Regions from separate parts of the Arabidopsis thaliana genome. Here region 2 is linked to region 1. Evidence: chromatin contacts called from public capture Hi-C data. All regions are on one chromosome and are shown on one strand. The core of a region is the stretch at or near the end of the contact, and the rest is flanking DNA. Distances in the headings are between cores, read along the strand shown.

The links. Capture Hi-C pulls out chosen DNA fragments and counts their contacts.
Region 2: a capture Hi-C map of seedling shows a contact between it and region 1, with 2.2 times the contacts expected there. A contact is called at or near these places in 1 of 26 Hi-C or Micro-C datasets (callus) and 1 of 3 other capture datasets (seedling).

What each region holds. Positions count from the first base shown.
Region 1 is chr1:13,219,101-13,221,800 of TAIR10.1, forward strand. It overlaps AT1G35710 (kinase family with leucine-rich repeat domain-containing protein), which reads left to right and starts at 1,371. Exons shown (of 2, transcript NM_103273.2): 1 at 1,371-2,700. The coding sequence starts at 1,840. It also overlaps AT1G09225.
Region 2 is chr1:13,363,816-13,366,515 of TAIR10.1, forward strand. It overlaps TPPD (Haloacid dehalogenase-like hydrolase (HAD) superfamily protein), which reads right to left and starts at 1,357. Exons shown (of 8, transcript NM_103289.5): 1 at 737-1,357; 2 at 590-661; 3 at 395-487; 4 at 254-310; 5 at 38-139. The coding sequence starts at 1,150.

The sequences.
Region 1 (2,700 bases), core at 121-2,620:
AAAATCTTTGTGTTCTCTTTATTGGTCTAGAATTGGTTTACTTTAGCATTTACTTGCATATCATTGATGTCTCAAAGTCAATAAAATCATTACTTGCATATCACTGATTGCTAATCAATGTATATGATTCACGTATATGTCTCAAAGTCAATAAAATCATGTCTCAAAGAATATGATTCACGTATTCTCTTGTAGCATTTACTTGTTGTATCTTTAATATGATTCTTCGTTGTTGTTGTTGTTGAATGAATTTAGGCAAGAATTGGAAGGAGCTTATTGATGTATAAGACTCTGTTTTAAACACTTACTTATCTTTGTTAAGGCTCTGTTTTAAACACTTATTTATCTTTGTTAAGGGTCTGTTTTAAGGAGCTTATTGATGTATAAGACTATGTTTTAAAAATGTTATGGATGTAACTATATTTAAATTACATTTCTTTGATTCAAAATATAATTATACAAATTTATAAAAATAAAATAAGAATTCAGTTAAAACTAACGCAGCGGTGACGAAACGAACATAGACACTTGCGGCAGCGACAGCGGCATGAAAACGAACATGCACACAAGTTGCGTCAGCGGCAGCGGTAATGGCTGCAGTAGTGGCGACGAAACGAACAATAATCTGCAGTAGAGTTTGCCGCCGCCGCTACCGTCTGCGGTGGTGAAACGAACAGACTAATATATAAAAACATATACTAAGCAAAAAACAAACTTTTGGATACAACTACATTAGATTTCTTTACTTCCGTGAAACATGAGCCAAGCAAATTCTGGGAAAAAAAAAAATATTAACAGTTAGGCCATGTTCGTTTTCCTACAACATACATTGTTTGTTTGTCTGTCAGTGGATTCAGCGACCAGTTACAGCGACAATCGTTAATAATTGTCGTTGTGTTGTTCGTTTGACTGTCGCTCTAGACAGTCGCTATATGTTTAAAAAATTTAATTATTTTTTGTGCTAATTTATATTTTAAAATAAAATTGTAATTTATATATATATCTGAAAAAATATAAATTAATATATTTATTTACTTTAGTTTTATCAAATTTAATTTGACTACAATTAATTTACGTTATTTGAATTTAATTTATTTTAATTTAATTTAATAAGAATTAGTTTAATTTAACTAGAACTCAAACCCATCGTGATATCGCAAAGAAAAATATTATAAATTTGTTTATATGATAATTTCTTTAAAACAAATATAACTCAAAATGATGCATATTATAAATTTTTGTAGTTATAGAAAAGTATATATATAACTAACCGGAAAAAAATAAAAGTAAATATTTTGACAGAAAATTACAATATATGAAGTTGCAATAAAAGACACAAGCGAGAAAAAATAACCGTCAATATTTTGTTACGGAAAGTTGCGATTAAAAGACACAACTGTTAAGAATATAAAAGACATTTCTTTAAGTTTAATTTAATTGTTTTTAATTGTTTTTAATTGTTTTTTAATTTATATTTTTTTATCGCTAAGTTGTTCGTTTTCATGTCGCTAGATTCAACCCAAATCTTCTTGACCAATATTATCCACTCACTGGTATCATCCAAAACACAATGACTTCCAAAACACAACGACCAATACTCATTCACTCAACAGAAAATTCAAAGAAGAACCCGTAAGCACTTTTCTATGTAACTTCACAAAAGGTAAACGCCAAAATAAGTAATTCGAACCCACGGCGGGGTTAGCCCTTCATTATCAAGGAGACGACTCCAAGTCAATCACTGAGTGCACATGAGGATTATTAAATAGCCAGAACTTGGATAGCTTTATCTAACACCAAGAGAGAAAGATAAGAGAGAGGGAGTGAGAGTAAGTAAGAATGGGTTTTGCAGAGAAGAATCTTTATGATTTTCGTTTTCTTTTGTTCATTTCCATTATTTTGAGCTGTTCCATTTCAGCTTCTGCAACTATCGCAGAAGCAAATGCTCTTCTGAAATGGAAATCCACTTTCACGAACTCATCAAAACTGTCTTCATGGGTCCATGATGCAAACACCAATACTAGCTTTTCCTGCACCAGTTGGTATGGTGTTTCTTGCAACTCACGAGGGAGTATCGAAGAGTTAAACCTCACTAACACTGGTATAGAAGGTACTTTCCAAGATTTCCCCTTCATTTCTCTCTCAAACCTTGCTTACGTAGATCTTAGCATGAACCTTTTATCTGGAACCATCCCTCCTCAATTCGGAAACCTCTCTAAACTCATCTACTTTGACCTCTCCACAAATCACTTAACCGGAGAAATCTCTCCTTCCTTAGGAAATCTCAAGAACTTGACGGTACTTTATCTTCACCAAAACTATCTAACTAGTGTCATTCCCTCGGAACTAGGCAACATGGAATCCATGACAGATTTAGCGCTAAGTCAGAACAAACTTACCGGTTCAATTCCTTCTTCCTTAGGAAATCTCAAGAACTTGATGGTTCTTTATCTTTACGAGAACTATCTAACTGGTGTCATTCCCCCGGAACTAGGTAACATGGAATCCATGACAGATTTAGCTTTAAGTCAGAACAAACTTACCGGTTCAATTCCTTCTACCTTAGGAAATCTCAAGAACTTGATGGTTCTTTATCTTTACGAGAACTATCTAACTGGTGTCATTCCCCCAGAAATAGGCAACATGGAATCCATGACAAATTTAGCGCTAAGTCAGAACAAACTTACTGGTTCAATTCCT
Region 2 (2,700 bases), core at 107-2,606, 140 kb after region 1:
TGAAGAAAATATTTGTAATCTTGATTTATTTTCTTACCTTTTGATCAACACAACGGTAATGTACGGAGACACAAAACTTGTTGTTCTCGACGTTTGCTCCTTCTATGTCTCTCATTTTCTCTACTAGACACTTAGAGACCTGATTAAGAGATTCGTATTTTTTTCCTTAGTTAGAGACCAATATGTTGTTATACTAAGTAGCTTGAATTTGACGCATAGATTATAAATATAGAAATAGAAAAAGGTAGGAGACCTTGTCAATCATAGGCAAAAACTCATTCGCCGCTTGGAAAAGAACTCCTTTATTGTTCTATATTGTTCCAAAAAACATTAAGCCCTTGTTAGTCTCTTTATGAATCAACATACTTTAATATATAAGGTTTTATGATTATACCTTGTTATGTTTGTTTCTTTTGGAAGGTCCTTTGATGTCCATTCCATGGCTACCTGCATAGTAAAGTCCGGGAAGTTTCACAAATCTACGAACCTACCAAATATAAAAACGAAAAAAAACACGTTAGTTATGTCTTTTTATAACCAAAAAGATCCTAAACCGAAACAAATGTTTTATTCAAATATTAAAACGTACCTTATCACGGCATCTTCCAGTGACAATCGCGGTCGGGAAATATCTAGCCACGCCTTTCACTGCCTCTCTCATCTGAGAATCAAAAGTTGTCAGAAAACCAAAAAAAAACTAAAACAAGGGAATGAAGAAGTAAGAAGGGAAGCAAACCTCTTCAGACATGTAAGCTCGATCAGGGTTTTCAACAATGGGGGATAATGTACCGTCATAGTCGAGAAACATCACGATTTGTTTCCCTTTTGAAGCTTCAGCTATCTCTTCAAACATGGTTAAAGCTGACGGGTGTTGAGCCATCCAAGAAGAGTATTCATCCTCCTCATCGGACTCCGGGAGGGGAGATATGTTCCCCGGTCGGGTACGGGTTGGGGAAGAAGCCCTCATGGCTTCGATCCAAGTGTGGATACGGGTTTGACTCGGGTCGGCCTCTAGCTTCTGCACGAGTTTCTTCCGGGGAATGCTGATGTATCGGCCACCTCCGGGAGAAAACAGAGATTGGTTTGGAACTCTAACCGCAACTCCGATGCTGCCTTTAGCATCAGAGATTAAGGCATTATGGTTTGTCATTAGGGGCTTAGGAAAAAAAAGAAAGAGCAGATGTTATGAAACAGAGGAGAGGGGTTTGGTGTGAGAAAGACAAGTTGTCAAGTCTTAATACATGTGATGATAATAGACTAAATGTGTGGTCAATTTATAAACTTCCTCTCAAAGAGTAAAGAGCTTCCTCCACATCATTCCATTTTTTTATTATTATTCCTAGTTTTTTTTTTTTTGGGTCGCATATTCCTAATTTTTAAGTTGATGTAGATACAAATTTGCAAGTTAGAGGATTTTGGTCCATTAATTAGTAAATATTTGACAATATTTGTAGCAGACTTATAAAGTTTAATAAGTTGTCAACAAATGTGTAGTATTTAACTCAAAATTCAAATTCAAATTCGACAACACTGAGATAATATAATTTTCATGTCGCGTGTTTTTTTTTTATTAAAAGAAAAACTAATCATGTAAGTCTATGGTGAAATAAAGAATTTTATTATGAAAATACAAATTGAGCAAAACCTTGTATCGAAAATTTGATCTCTTTAGTCTCAACAAATTCTGGATTTTCCTAAACCTATATTCTTCGGTGTTATTCTGTTGTTTCTTTGTGTATATATTAGTGTTATTTTGAGGTTTCGATTGAATTGAGGTGATAGTATATAATAATATAAATGAGTGATTTGCCAAAGTGGTAGCTTTTAGTGCAAGTTGCGTTCTCTCGGTATTCTCTTCTTTTCTTCGCTAAAATATAGTTTAATTGTTATGGTTAGAGAACTTAAGAAAATAATTTTATTATATAAACTATCGTTTTCCAAGTTAATAATTTATAGGATTATGTTATGTATCAAATCTATTGTTCAGATATTGATTTGTATTAAAAATATTTACTATTTTAAAAATAATTAGAAAAGCTAAAAAAAAGAAATATAAATATTTAATTAACTTTAATTTTCAAAACTAAACATAATATAAAATGACGTGTTCAGTCTATTGTTTACAAGTTGACATGTGTTAAAAAATATTTTTTTCTTAAATAAATAGGAAAACTGAAAAAGTAACATATATATCTAATAAATTTAAATTTTTAATTTTCAAAACTAAAAAGGAAAATTAAAATCTAAGATGGACTTTTTAGAATTAAATTGTATTTTATTATAATCAAATTATATTTGAATTTAATACAATGAAATTAAATTGTATTTGTATTATGTTAAAGTAGATATTTAAATTGTAAGATTAAAATTTGGATTTAAGAAAATACTAAATTAAATATTAAAAAGTGTATGAATTACTATTTAAAATTTAAATATCATCAATAAGATGAAGCGTATAAAATGAAAATACAGTTTATTATGCAGAAATAGATAGTTAAAATGTATAGAAAAATCGAATGTATATGATTGAAATTTTATTTAATACAAAAATTACTAAATTAAATATTAGAAAAAATGTGTGGATCATTATTAACTTTTCAAATTTTAAATATTATCGATAAAAATTTAAAATTTTATTTTACACCTACCTATTTAGACGAGTTTTATCTAATATTTTTATAAACCAGAACTTGGTTTGAT